Regions from separate parts of the Mus musculus genome. Here regions 1, 2, 3 and 5 are each linked to region 4. A link is a contact called in public Hi-C and promoter capture Hi-C data. All regions are on one chromosome and are shown on one strand. The core of a region is the stretch at or near the end of the contact, and the rest is flanking DNA. Distances in the headings are between cores, read along the strand shown. Region 1 holds the start of Elp6 (elongator acetyltransferase complex subunit 6). Region 2 holds the start of Zmynd10 (zinc finger, MYND domain containing 10). Region 3 holds the start of Cish (cytokine inducible SH2-containing protein). Region 4 holds the start of Ccdc51 (coiled-coil domain containing 51). Region 5 holds the start of Scap (SREBF chaperone).

What was found. Promoter capture Hi-C pulls out the DNA fragments that hold promoters and counts their contacts. A called contact is a pair of places that touch in the nucleus more often than the background predicts. Capture Hi-C pulls out chosen DNA fragments and counts their contacts.
Region 1: a contact with region 4 is called in a promoter capture Hi-C map of pre-B cells, with 4 times the contacts expected there. The contact joins the promoter of Elp6 here to the promoter of Ccdc51 in region 4. A contact is called at or near these places in 7 of 39 promoter capture datasets (the C10 cell line, cranial neural crest, embryonic stem cells and 4 more), 1 of 484 Hi-C or Micro-C datasets (Th1 cells) and 2 of 115 datasets of contacts at active chromatin or transcription factors (embryonic stem cells and stem cell-derived neural progenitor cells).
Region 2: a promoter capture Hi-C map of liver shows a contact between it and region 4, with 4 times the contacts expected there. The contact joins the promoter of Zmynd10 here to the promoter of Ccdc51 in region 4. A contact is called at or near these places in 4 of 39 promoter capture datasets (erythroid cells, liver and pre-B cells), 1 of 484 Hi-C or Micro-C datasets (B cells) and 3 of 115 datasets of contacts at active chromatin or transcription factors (double positive thymocytes, pancreatic cancer cells and thymic regulatory T cells).
Region 3: a promoter capture Hi-C map of adipose tissue shows a contact between it and region 4, with 3 times the contacts expected there. The contact joins the promoter of Cish here to the promoter of Ccdc51 in region 4. A contact is called at or near these places in 1 of 39 promoter capture datasets (erythroid cells) and 1 of 9 other capture datasets (adipose tissue).
Region 5: a Hi-C map of B cells shows a contact between it and region 4, with 7 read pairs. The contact joins the promoter of Scap here to the promoter of Ccdc51 in region 4. A contact is called at or near these places in 1 of 484 Hi-C or Micro-C datasets (B cells) and 2 of 115 datasets of contacts at active chromatin or transcription factors (astrocytes and embryonic stem cells).

What each region holds. Positions count from the first base shown.
Region 1 is chr9:110,303,772-110,306,471 of GRCm38.p6, forward strand. Elp6 (elongator acetyltransferase complex subunit 6) reads left to right here and starts at 1,421. Exons shown (of 7, transcript NM_001081381.1): 1 at 1,421-1,578. The coding sequence starts at 1,525.
Region 2 is chr9:107,545,950-107,548,649 of GRCm38.p6, forward strand. It overlaps Zmynd10 (zinc finger, MYND domain containing 10), which reads left to right and starts at 1,355. Exons shown (of 12, transcript NM_053253.4): 1 at 1,355-1,599; 2 at 1,851-1,959. The coding sequence starts at 1,508. Gm34106 (predicted gene, 34106) reads right to left here. Exons shown (of 2, transcript NR_168657.1): 2 at 1,619-2,050.
Region 3 is chr9:107,295,355-107,298,054 of GRCm38.p6, forward strand. Cish (cytokine inducible SH2-containing protein) reads left to right here and starts at 1,305. Exons shown (of 3, transcript NM_009895.4): 1 at 1,305-1,680. The coding sequence starts at 1,661.
Region 4 is chr9:109,081,089-109,083,807 of GRCm38.p6, forward strand. Ccdc51 (coiled-coil domain containing 51) reads left to right here and starts at 1,408. Exons shown (of 4, transcript NM_025689.4): 1 at 1,408-1,479. It overlaps Tma7 (translational machinery associated 7), which reads right to left and starts at 1,293. Exons shown (of 4, transcript NM_183250.2): 1 at 1,239-1,293; 2 at 1,083-1,138; 3 at 914-1,001. The coding sequence starts at 1,254.
Region 5 is chr9:110,331,974-110,334,707 of GRCm38.p6, forward strand. Scap (SREBF chaperone) reads left to right here and starts at 1,383. Exons shown (of 23, transcript NM_001001144.3): 1 at 1,383-1,532.

The DNA.
Region 1 (2,700 bases), core at 171-2,670, 1.2 Mb after region 4:
ACTGCTTCTGTTTCTTTTTTTTTTTTTAAAGATTTATTTATTATTATATGTAAGTACACTGTAGCTGTCTTCAGACACACCAGAAGAGGGAGTCAGATCTTGTTATAGATGGTTGTGAGCCACCATGTGGTTGCTGGGATTTGAACTCTGGACCTTCAGAAGAGCAGTCGGGTGCTCTTACCCACTGAGCCATCTCACCAGCCCTGCTTCTGTTTCTTAAGTGCTGAAATTAAAGGTATGTGCCACCACCACTAGCTTATATTTCTTTCTTCCTCTTCTTCCTCCTCCTCCTCTTTTTTGTTTGTTTGCTTGCTTGTTTTTTCGAGATGGGGTTTCTGTGTTCGCCTGGCTAGCCTGGATTCACTTTGTAGACCAGGATGGCCTCATACTGCCAGAGATCTGCCTGCCTCTGCCTCCTGAACACTAGGATTAAAGGTGTGCCCCATAACGCCCAGTTCCATTATTTTTATTTTTTAGAGGTAGTTTCACAAAGCTCAGACTTGCTGGCAACCCTCCTGCCTAAGCCTCCTGACAGCTGAGATCACAGATGTTGGCAGCATGCTTTTTATGTTGTTTTTGATGCTAGGAAAGAACTCTTCAACTGACCTGTATCCCTCTGACTTTTCTTTTTTGTTCTTTTATTGTTTTAGCAGAAGGCCGAGGAGGGCCTTGCTTATTTAAAATAAAACTATGCATACGTTTTGATGGTATGTATAGGTGCACCACTTCTATGCTTGGTACCCTTGGAGGCCAGAAGAGGCTATCAGATTCCCTGGGACTGTAGTTACAGAGGGTTATAAGTTGCCAAGTGGATAATGAGAATCAAATTAGGGTCCTCTAAAATCTTCTGAGTCCCCTTAAATTTTTTTGTGTATATTGTGTGTGCATGTGCTGCAGAGCCCAGAAGAGGGCGTCGGGTCCCCTGGAGCTGGAGTTACAAGTAGAGCAACCCAATGTGGGTGGTCTTCAGAGGGAGGAAGAAGAGCGTTTATTCCCTGAGCCATCTCTTTGGCCTCCTGGCTTCTGCTTTATACAAAAAGCTCTTCAGGATGTAATTCTGTGCTAGTAAGGTTTGTTCTCTCTTTTTGCGAAGATCCTGCAAACATTTCTCTATGTGTTCCATGTATCTAGCCCAAGTTTGTGAGCAATACACTAGGAAGACGTGGAGCAACTAAGACCCGGAGGTGCGGAGGGAGGGGGAGCAACGGAAAGAGAAAGCTCGCCTGCTCGTGCTAAATCGTGAGGGAGCACCAGCACTGTGTGGACCCGCACCTACTGAGAGCAGCACAATGGTCCATTGCCCGAATGAGAGATCGCTCTAAGGCTCAGCTTTACGAGCATACGTGCTCACGCGCTTGCGCAGCAGCAGCAGCAGCATCACAACCCCAAGCCTGATTGGCTGACTCGAGTCCGGCAGCGAGATCACGCATGCGCGCTTTCTCGCGCTCGCGAGCACGGTCTTGTGGGTGCTGTTCTTGGACCTTCATTCTTTCTGTAGAACCATAATTTTTATCCCAGTTCACGATGTTTCCGGAACTCAACAACCTTCTCAGCACCACCCCAGACAAGACCGAGCAGGTAAGATGTCGTGCGGACCGGAAGAGGGCAGGTCCCGGGAGCGTGCAGGATTGCATCCGGGACGCTGCGCGGTGGAGTAGGCGCGTCTGCCGTAAACCGAGGGCATCTGGGAGTTGTAGTCTGGAGAGGGCTCGCCGAGGCTGCAGTCGCATTCCTGGGCCTTTGGAAGATGGGTTTCTGGACTATCTTGCGTGTTCGCTTCCAGCCCCAGGACCATGTGCTCCGTGCCACACTGGCGCCCAAAGATGGTTGCAGAGCAGGCCCTAGAGGAGATCCTTTTATCTGTCCTGAATCTCCTTCCACCATGGAACATTTTACAGGTTGCACGGAACACTGCTTGCACTCTTCCTAGTTCTGATGATATCTGGTTGCAAAAAGGCCTCAGCATATTCCATCCCCTCTGTTTTTCCCAACCTCCTCACTCTCCATGGAACCTCGAAATGTCTTTCACATTTTCACTTAGGGGTTACCTCTCCCAGGAGTATATCTGTTTTATTCTGTAATTTGCAGCAAACACACCACATATGGAAAGCTTTAAATAGATCTTGTGGATTTTGGTTGTTTGGTTGCTTATTTGTTTTTTTTGTTTTTTGAGACAGGGTTTCTCTGTGTAGCTCTGGCTGTCCTGGAACTCACTCTGTAGACCAGGCTAGGCCTTGAACTCAAGAAATCTGCCTGTCTCTGCCTCCCAAGTGCTGGGATCAAAGGCGTGTGCCACCACTGCCCTGCGATCCTTCTGGGTTTTATTTGCCTAACAGTTCTTGACTGTTCAGACCTCCAGTTCTGACTACTTTTCTAGTTGCTAGGGCATTTCCCAGGTCCAGAGTGACAGCAGGAAGTGACCACTTTGGGTGGGAAATGTGTTTCAAGGCCAGGCAGTGTGATTTGGCATTTTATATTGGGGGGAGGGAGGAGAGGGACACAGCTGAAACCCAGAGGCATTGGACAGGTTTTCCCTAGGTTGGTACAGCATTGAGGTGGTGTGTGACAGCCCTTGGTCCCAATGTTGTCTGTTACTTACAGAACTACAGCAGGTAGTTAGGCAATGCAGAGACCATCTTCATAGGGCTTTCCAGCGATTGCTGTGATAAGAGTCCCGTCTGAACCACAGTCACTGGGAGA
Region 2 (2,700 bases), core at 105-2,604, 1.5 Mb before region 4:
CTCAGTCAGGGAGCTGACTACCTCTGCCTCTGAGTGCTGGGATTAAAGGTGGGCGCTGGAATGCCTGGCCACACTTAGATTTTTAACTTTTTGTTTGTTTGTTTTTTTATTTTTATTTTTTGGCGGTCAGTACGAGGTGGAGCTAAGACGGGCTGTTATAAAGCACAGAGTGGCCTGGAACTTCCTGATTTGAACTTCTGATTCTCCTGCCTTGGTCTCCTGAGTTAGTTAATTAGGATTATAGATTTATGTTCCCACACCCCACGTATGCAGTCCTGGGGACTGAAGCCAAGGCTCTGTGCATGCTAGACAGGCAAGTTCTCAGCTATGAGCACTGCTCTGGCCTATAAACCGAAAGAACTAGAATCAGGTAAGATGGATATAATATATTGGGACAGGAGCAAAAATTGCTCTGTATTAGATGGCCAAGGAGGATCTGAGTGACTGAGCCTTGAAGGAGTAAGACTATTCCAGAAGAAATAAGGCAAGGGCCCAAACATGGTGGCGCATGCTTGTGATGCTAACACTAAGGAGGCTGACACAAGTGAATTAGTTCAAAGACAGCTTGGACTATACAGAGTTAAAGCCAGCCTGGCTGACATAGTCAAACCCTGTCTCAGAAAGCCTGTAGGAGGAACTCAGGGAAAGCTCATGAGGTTGGGACGTGGAAAACAAGCACGGTGGTGCACGCCTCAATCCACAACACTGGGGAAGCCGACCAAGAAGAAGGAAAGCTTAAACCAGCCCTGGCTCTATAGCGAGCTCCGTGTCGGTCTTGGCTATATAATGAGAATCCATCTCAAAGAGAGGATGGGGTTCTGGGGAGATGGCTCACACACAAACGTTTTTAAAATAAAAGAGAATGGGACAAAAAAAATGAAGCACGTGGGTAGGAGAGAGGGCGGGAGGAAGGTTCTTCCTGGTAAGCCGCTGTGGTCTGGTATTTTGGGAGCCAGCGCCATTCTGGAGGGAGGTATGTTAGGTGCACATCATTAGGACTCCTGGCTGCGGGCCTGAGCCTGGTAACGCATGCCTTAATTTCAGCACTAGAAAGACAGAGCACACAGAGGCCAGTGGAACCCTTTGATTTGAAGGCCAGCTCGGTATAAATAGGAAGTTCCACGCCAGCCTATGTCATAAAAACGAAAAACTGAAAGACTCAGCTGCTGAGACCGCGGTAGCTACCCTATTGAGGGGCTAAGACAGTGCAGCTGCAGGAGTTGCACACTCACAGCTGTGCAAGCCCTGGGGAGGTGTGGCGAGTGGGTCTGGCATCTGGGGCTGCTTATTGGCGGTGAGGTAGGCGTGGCAAGAGCGGTATCGAGACAAAACTACGCAGGCGCCAAGCTCCCTCGTTTCCATGGCGACGACGACTCAAGCGCTTCAACGGCTTGGCAACTGCCCTGTCCCAAGACTTTGGTCCTACCGCTGGACTCTGTAGTCCTAAGTGTTTCAGTTTTCCCTATTCGGGTTGCTTCCCAAAACCAAAGGAATCTTAGCCCCTGGCATGGGTGACCTGGAACTGCTGCTGCCTGGGGAGGCTGAGGTGCTGGTGCGGGGCCTGCGCAGCTTCCAGCTTCGGGAGATGGGCTCTGAAGGGTGAGGCAGCCGCCACAGGTGGAGTCACTGGTCTTTTAGTGGAGGAGCTTGGAACTGACATTGGAGAAGGGGTTGCCAGTGTGGAGGGGCCTCCAGGTGGGTAGGCAAAGCTCTCTGAGATAGAAGCGTATGGCCCCCGTGCCCCTCTGGCCCCAGGACAGGATCATGGTAGTCTTCAGTAGGATCCAACCCCACCCTCACTCCCGTTGCACATCTGGTCACCCAATGTACATACATCCCTTCGGGGGCAGGTGGAATAAGCAGCATGAGAGCCTGGAGAAGCTGAACATGCAAGCCATCCTTGATGCAACTATCAGCCAGGCTGAGCCCATCCAGGAACTGCTAATCAACCATGGGAAGGTACGTCCAGGTCCCAGGCAGGATTCCTGCCTTCTATTGTACCTCTTGGGGACACTAGGCAGCACCTGTTCTTCCTTCAGGCCTGGTACACCTAAGTGGGAAAGAAAAATATGTTTGTTTTATTTTGAGATAAGGTGTTGATCTGTAGCCCAGATGGCCATTAGCCTAACTGTGTCTGCCTCCCAAGTGCCGGGGCTGCAGGCATGCCTCGCTGTACCTGGCTGGCTACATTTCCTATTGTACCCTCAGTGGATGCGAGAGTGGATGGAGCCATGGATCCTAGGCTCCAGGGGGAGTGCTCAAGTGCTGACATGAGCCTGAATTGACTGTAAGGCCAAAGAGATCCTCTCTAAGGAGGAAGTGAGGCTTTCCAAATGGGGAAGGTAGCACACTAGGAGAAAGTAGAAGCCGGGAAAGATGCCTGGCTGGAGGCTGGGCCAAGGGCGGCCCTAGTTCTCCTGCAAGAGAAAGGCAGAGCTGGGTAGCAGGGATTGGTCTAGGAACAGGGCTCAGTAAAGGGCTGAAGTAAGAGTAAGGCCAGGTGACAAAGACCAGAATAAGGACAGGAAGAGCAGAGCTGCCCTAAAGTGGGGTATCCCTGGACGGAGGGTGGGGTAAGGTGCAAGAGGGCAATGGCAGTAAAGGCCATTCAGAGGAAACCCAAGAGAGTTGGAGACTTAAGACAGGCTAAAGCTGGGACAGGAAAGCTGAGGGACCAAGGCAGGGCCATTTCACCCCTGC
Region 3 (2,700 bases), core at 55-2,554, 1.8 Mb before region 4:
AAGGAAAGGGTAAGTAAATAAAAAGAAAACCACAGCTCTGTTGCATGACACCTGTGAAATCCCCCGTATCTTCATAGCAAAGCGGCAACAGACAGTTTCTACTGAAGAGTTAGTATGCATACATACAGGGATCCCATGTTCTCAGAGTACTCCTACTCCATCCTACCCATATTCCAAGAAACTGGCTTCTTGCTGTATTCTGGGAGCCCTGCTTGGGTTACACTTAACTTCCCCTCCAGGGCACCTACGGGGAACTGAGTCCCTTGGAGTAATCTCTTATCTTCCCTAAGAACTCCTTCCTTTTCACAGGGTTTTATCTTTAGCTCTCTATCTTGGGTGGGGCACCCAGAGCCTAGCCTGGGCTGGGGAAAGCCCAGTCACTATACTCAGATTCTAGACACTGCCAGAAGCCTGTCATCGCTGCCAAGAATCTTATAGCTACCCTTTCTGAGGAACGTGGGTGGTGTGACGTGTGTGGAAGGAGTGGGTGTACTGGTTCTCCAGATCTTATCTCCCCATATCCTGAACCGTGGATGTGGAGGGAGATCACATAGACCCTACAGCTCCTTGGTAAACCAGATATGGTGACTTAGCCTATAAGTTCACATTGTAAACCTGTACTCAGAAGTTTGGGGCCAGCCTGGTCTACAAACTGAGCTCCAAGGTAGTCTGAATTCAATTTTAAAACAAAAACAAACAAGCCATCGACAGGGCTGTCTGGGAGCTGACTATCTCTGTTTACTGACTCAAGAGGGTAATTTCCCCAACTGTCGGTCCACTCAGAGATTAGGCAAAGAAGGGATGAGATCATTTGATTACAAAAGATTAGATGTAACCTGAACTCTTTTAGCTGTAGTGGCCACAGTGGACCTCCTTAGTTCTTCCGTCCTCTTCAGGGCTCCAGGCCTCTCCCTAAGTCTTTCTCCAGATCTCACAGCACACCACCCACCTTCTCACACAGTGTCCTGCAATAAGCGAGACCACGGCCGCCAGAGACAACGTCCGATAAACTAGAAGCGGCTGGCTAAGAGGACCGGCCCGACCCTGCCCCCGCGCTGTAGTTCTAGGGGGGGGGGGATAAGCGCACCCATCCCCAAAGAAGTAGAGGGAAGACAATCTGGTCTCCAGTTGCATCCACATTCCTTCTTAACTTGTCCCCAACCCAGTCTTTTGCCTACTAGTCTCTAGGTCCCGCCCCACTCGGGCACGTCAGTTCAGGGTCCCTGCACTTCAATAGGTCGGTCTAGATGCTCGTCTCACGTCCAGCGATACGATTGGTCAACTCTAGGAGCTCCCGCCCAGTTTTCCTGGAAAGTTCTTGGAAATCTGTCAAAGGTGTTTCCTTTCTCGGTCCAAAGCACTAGACGCCTGCACCCCCGTTCCCCTCCGGGCCGCCGCAAAGCCCGCGGTTCTAGGAAGATGAGGCTTCCGGGAAGGGCTGGGACGCAGCGGACAAAAGATTAGGAGGCGCCTGGCCCCGCCCCACCGGCCCAGCCCGTCCCCCCTCGTCCTTCCAAGCTGTTCGCACCACAGCCTTTCAGTCCCTGCTCGCCGCCCGTGTGCCCCGGGACCCTGACCTTCGCACCCCTGGCACCCATTGGCTCCTTTCTCCTTCCATCCCGCCGAACTCCGACTCTCGAGCCGCCGTTGTCTCTGGGACATGGTCCTTTGCGTACAGGGGTAAGCTCAGTTTTTTTCCCTACCTAGGCTCCATGCGGGAGATATGGAAGATCACAGGCCTCGAGTTAGCTGCGGGATTTGGGAGGGCTTGACCGACTGGAGGTGATGGAGGGCTAAAGGACTTCGAGTGGTGTGCCTAGGATACCCACACACACTTCGTATGGATAGGGAAACGGAGCCCGCGAACGGTGGGAGGAGCCCCCATTCCTGAGATTTCACTAGCGCCAACTGTAAGAGGTTCTCCAGGACGGGGCTCACAAGTCTAGACTCAATTTGAGCTCATAGTTTACCTAGCCTTCTGGCTCCGTACCTGTCGGTGACCTTGAGCCAGCCCTTAGATCCCTCTGTGTTCAGAAGTTCATTCCTCCGTCCCAGGTCAGCGATTAGGTTCTTAGGAAGCCAGCCTGAGGTCTTTGACTCTTCCCAGGCCGGCGCCTAATAAACAACACCCCTTAGGAGCACCCCACTCCGTCTCTTAGCTCAGATTGATGTCTCAGTGTGATAAAGACTTCAGCCTGCCTTCTCCAAGGTTTCCCGTTGACATGGAATATGGGACCATGGTGAAAGTGGGGCTTTAATAAAACAAAGTCTTGGCTTCGGTAGAGTGTACTCGGAACACCTGTTTACCCTAGCTTTCAGCGTCCCCTTCAAACACTGATCGGTCAGGAATTCAGGAAAACCCAAGAAGAGAGGTGTGTGTGTGTGTGTGTGTGTGTGTGTGTGTGTGTGTGTGTGTGTGTGTGACAAATCCAGGGAGATCTGTGATCCAGTAGTAATTGTTATAACTGACATGGGAATGGTACCAAGTGAGGAAGGGTGGAAGGTGGGGCCAGGCTGAAATGCCCTTGCTCTAAGCAGCTCTGAGTCCCAGGAAGAGGACATTCATGGAGCTGTTGAGAAGACTGTATTCCCTAGTAGTTCCTACCATGTTCTTTTATTCTCTGAATTTTCGGACTCTTCGGCAGTTCCCTGCACCCTGCCTTCCTTTCTTGGGTGCCCCCACTTCTCCATTCTGGGTCC
Region 4 (2,719 bases), core at 158-2,657:
TCTGTGTAGCCCTGGCTGTCCTCGAACTCAGAAATCCCCCTGCCTCTGCCTCCCAAGTGCTGGGATTAAAGATGTGAGCCACCACTGCCCAAATGGTAGAGAACTTGTCTATCAATTTAAAAAACAACAACAAAGGTTAGAGAGATGGCTCAGCATTTAAGAGTACTGGCTGCTCTTCCAGGGGATCTGGGTTCAATTCCCAGTTCACAACTGTCTGTAACTACAGTCCCAGGAGACCTTTGTCTGGTCTTCCAGGGCACTGCACACACATGGTACACAGATATGCATGCATAAAAAACACCTATATGCTTAAATACAAAAATTAAAACTTTTCTTAATGAGATATTAGGACTCCTGGACCTGTGATTCACTCTCAAGAGAAAAAATCGTGGGCAAGGCACAGAGAGAGCATGGAGCGTAGGCTACAGCTCAAGAGGGAGGGTTTGCTTTGCACAAATGAGTGTGCTCCCCAGCATAGCCACAAAACAAAATAGTACCCAGAGCGAAATACATGCTAAGGAGCCTGGACTTTTATCCTCTAGTCTAGATAGCACGACTCAGTATCATTACTGATAACACGACCAGCAAGTAAAAAAAGTCCTATGTTCTAAGGTTAACAACCTATAAAGTGAATTGCTAGTTTGTAACCAGAAACAGGAGGATACTCAGAAACTTAGCTATATGTGTCTGTGCGGCGTACATGTTGGTGTTTCCACTTCTGTAGCTTCTCCATGAACTGGAAGCCCATGACTGTCTTGAGAGGCAACGTTTCCACTCCCGCCCTCTTCGAACTGCACAAACCCAAGGCAGGGGGCTTGGCCAGAGTGTACACCAGACCCAGTAGTTCACCAACGACCCCCGGAACAGACCTGTCCTGCCCTAGTATACCTACAATAGCTCGATCTTCACTTACCCAGGGGGCCCTTCCCGGCGGCCTTGGCTTTTAGCTCTTCGAGTTTCTTCTGTTCCTCCTTTTGTTTCTGCTTGAAAGCCTTATCTTCCTGCAGAGAGGCAAAGCAGGTTCACTCCAGTCCAGTCGCCCATACCCTCAGCGCCCGCCCGGCCTCCGCTCCCGTCCTCACCTCGTCCATCTCCTTGGCCTGCTTCTTGGGCTGTTTCAGGGGCTTCTTTTTGCCACCTGTGGGCGACACGAGCATGCTCGGCCCATCCCCGCCATCGATCGCCCTCCCATGGTTCCCCATCCATCCGTCCCACCCCCGATCTCCAAATAGCCTTACCTTCCCGGCCCGACATGGCGCCTCCAGCCCCTTCACCAGCCCCTGATCGTATGCCGGAAACAGGACTTACAGCCTTCGCTTATGCCGCACCTATGCGTGGCCCCTGATTGGCTGCTAGGCAGGAAGTCACCCTCACGTATTTTAAAGGATGCCTTCAGGGGCGGGTGCTGACCGGTCAGGGGTCAATTGAGTGGCAGACGCGGGGCTTTCTGCTGGAGCCTAATAGGCTTAGGCAATTCAGGTACGGGGCGGAAGGCTCCTTCTGCCTGGGTTTATCCGAAACCGTGGGAGTGGGGGATGGTGTCTGCCTATAAAGCTTGTAATCCGGCACAGAAAGAAAGCATTGCAGGTGGAGGGGAGGGTACATGCAAGTGCCTTTCCGGAACCGAGGAAAGCTCAAGTGGCGGGCACGAGATGGGATAGGAGATGGCAGAAGTGGGTAGTGGCCAATTATCACCCAGTCCTCAGCTTCAGAAGCCGCGGGAAAAAGTTCGGACTTATTGAAACAATGAGTGCAAGTGTTTGCAAATTCTTTCTTCTAGTTCGTTTTTTTGAGTATGTACTTTGTATAGATACATTGTATTCTGGACTGAGGCTTGAGGAACGCTGACATTGTAGCAAGACAAACCTACCGCAGAGCAAATAAGTAAAATACGCATCACACCTTATGTGACCTGTGTGGGGAGGAAAAAAAAAAAAAGCAGAGAAAGTGGTTAAGGAATGCTCCCTTGGTGGGATGTCATTTTTGCTAGGGTAGTTAAAAAAGACTTCTCCAGGGGCTCTCTGAGCAGGACTTTAGGAAGGCCAGGGAGACAACTGTGAACAGGGAAGAGCTAGGCAGTGCCAAGGCCCTGAGTGGAAGACGGCCTTGTGTGTTCCAGTCCTTCATATGATTGGAAGGAGTGAGAAAGCAGTCGAAAATGGAGAGACAATGAGAGTCAGATCCCCTGAAGCTGTGGAGAAGGCGTTGACTTTTGCCCTGAAGAAACTGCGGGACTGTTGAAGGCTGTTGAGATGGAATGGAGATGAGTGAGGGGTAGTCCAGCCATGGCATGCTAGCCAGCGAGACCACTTTGTATACCTGACAGAGATGGGGGTTGGGGAGACTCCTAGGCTTAGAAAGTCAGCAGGATTTTGCTAATAGATTGGATTTGAGTTAGGAGAGAAAACAAGAGGGATTAATTAGGGTGATGTGAGTTTGTCAGCCTAGCATTTGTACCTGAGTTCCCATTAACCACAGTAGCAGGAAAGATGGATTACTATTACGTTTCAAGCAGTGATACAGTTAGATAATATAAAATCCTGAAGAGATGCTTCAGCTGAAGAAGTGACGGAGGGGTGTGTGTGTGTGTGTGTGTGTGTGTGTGTGTGTGTTTGCTTGCTTGAATGAATGTGTGCAATAAAGGCTTGAACCTAGGGCCTCACTCATGTTAGGTAAGTGCTGTATAATTGAACTATATGCCCAGTTTTTGAGGGAAAAA
Region 5 (2,734 bases), core at 133-2,632, 1.3 Mb after region 4:
AGATCTGGAAATCCCCCCACTCTCCCCTTCTCCTTTCCCCCCTGAGGGCCTATAAAAACTGGGACCTCTTTCCCCTCGAGGTCGACTCCTCTAACCCTGCGTGGGATATGAGTCATCCCCAGAGCTCTGGCTTTCCCCGAATAAAGCCTCATGTGGTTTGCATCAAGCTTGGTCTATCGTGAGTTCTTGGGTGTCTGCTATTATCCTGAGGCCTGAGCGAGAGGCTCCTCTGGGGAGTCTTTCACCACCACTGCCAGTTTGCTGGGGGTTAAGGCTCATATTCAAGGCTGGGCAAGCAGTATATCAACTGAGTTACATCTCTACCAGAAACCTGCTTTATAGAATAACCCTATTCCAAAGGCTGAAGTGGCCACCTCTGATTTGTTTTGCACGGTGACTATACTTATATTTTCTCTTCCCCCACCACTGGTGCCCTTGAGGGCAGGTACAGGGTCTGTTCTACCTTAGTATGCCTTGGGGGTGAGCAAGAGTGACACGAAAGAAGTATGTTTAAGGTAGCAAGATGGGGGCAGGTGGCCACTCTGACCTGTGACACTCAGAGAGTCAAGACATTGGTAGTGTGGTTGAGATCTCTCCACAGGCAGGCCTGAGGACAAATGGAAACATAGCAACCAGGGTTGGTGCTGTTGCTGAGTGTCTGGAACCTCACTTTCCCCAAGGCCAAATGAGAGAACACACACCATATGCTTAACTCAGCATTTACCAGAGCAGTCACTCAGCATAATCCGTTACATGTGCAAGTCGACTGGTGGCAGTTCAGAAGGTGGAAGAGACTCAGACACCCATAGTTCCTCTACGTGGGAATAAACACTGAGTATATATCTTCCACTTTACCCTATGCATTGTATTTTTAACAAAAATGGAATCCTAACACCAGCTTGGTTTTGAACTAGCTTTCATTATAAGTGCTCATTTAACATCCTTGGTGTTGGAGGCTCCTATACCTAGTTCATCAACTGAATACACTTGCTATTTAGCTCAGTTGCTTCTAATTCCCTGGTTTGTTTTTCTTTTTGATGCTGCTGTGGATCAAACCCAGGGCCCCTAGCGTCTCAGGCAAGCTCTCTACCACTGAGCCATACACCCAGCCCCGCTTCTAATCCTTTGGCACTATAAAGCATGGAACACGAGCTCTTGTGCATGTTCTCAATCACTTCCCAGGACAGTGATGCTGTCAAAACTCTGAAGTGCTACTAGCCACCTTTTTCCAGGCCACAGGCAACTCCAGTACTTCCTCTCGCAGTTGTGTGGCAGGGGACCACCAGGGGGCGAACCCGAGCCGTTGGCAGTGCCAGACTACGCATGCGCACGCCGCCGGGAGCACGTGTGGAGGGCGGCGGAGCGGGAGGGGAAAGGTAGGAGTTGAGAGGTGAAGGGGCGGGGAGCTGCGCGGGCGCCGGGCGGCCGGGAGGGAGAGGGCGGGCTCCAAACACCGGACCGCGGGCCAGGAGCGCGCAGGCCGTTCTCCGCCGCTCGGTCGCCGCCGCCCGGGAGCTGCCTCGCTGCCACAGGTACCTCAGCGCGCGTCTGCACGGTGCGGCTGGGCCCCGGCGCCGGCCTCGCGCCGCTCGTGCCCGGGAGTTCCGGGATGCGGGCGAGCCCGGGCAGGGGCGCGCGGGCGTGGGCGCTGTCCAGCAGCCCGAGGCGCGGCTCCGGAGACCGCAGTCTGGAGCTGGGGGCCGGACGGTCTCGCGTCCCCCTTCCCGACCGCGCCCCCGCCCGGGCCGAGCTGCCTGGGTCGCGATGGGTTCAGGCTGAGTGAGCTCAGGCAGGTAGGCTCGCCGCTGGATCCTGCTTTGGGGTTGTCTGGGGTTGTCTGGGTGAGGGCTAGACCCTGTGACTCAGTCCTGCCTCTTTCCGAAGATCCGATAGCCAGGCAACATGTAGATTCTCTGCTGGGAGTGCTCGGTTTCTGGTTTTATGTGTTGCTTAAACCTAAACTTTGCTCGCTTATGTTGCTTATGTTTACTTCCAGGTGGTTTTGTTGCATCAGGGTTATAATGGGATAGCGCTAGCTGCAGCGAGTCCCGGGTCCACACTGCATCTCAGAAAGTTGTGCAGATGGTGGCGATGAAGAGGAGGGCAGTGAGCCACAGGTGGCGGCGGGTGAGGGGTGGGAGTGGGAGTGGGGTCCTGGAGGTAGTCTTCCTTAGTTTAGCTTATTTATCTCTTATGGTGACGGAAGCGATGAATAAATAAGTTCATGATGATCTTGTAGTAATTCTTGTGAAGTCGACATAGGAACAGTCTTTAATGATGCGTTTGGGTGCGTTTGTAGAGTTTGCTTATGCAGTGTGCAGCCATCTCAAGGTGTGCTAAACATTAAAGCTTTTCTTAGAGTCAGGATCAAGTGTATCTAGTTAGTGCTGAATGCATTTTAGGTGTAACCTGTGTGATGCTCAAGTGAAGATTGTATGTTATGAAGTATATGCTAATGTATTTCAAATCTAAAGGCTTTTTATATATTTGCAGCGTTTCTGCTTGGCAAATATTTTGTTTGTATTGTTTTTTTAACGACCAACAGGAAATACAAGTATAAACATTATTCCTATACTCATTATTAAGTTACTTGGGGACGTGTGCCTAGGGCATTGGTCTGCCACTGAGTAACACCTGTGGCTTTTTATTTTGAGTTGGGCTTCATTGCCCAGGCTGACCACAAAGTTTCATCCTCCTGCCTCGGTTTCCTGAATATGTGGGATAGCAGATGTGT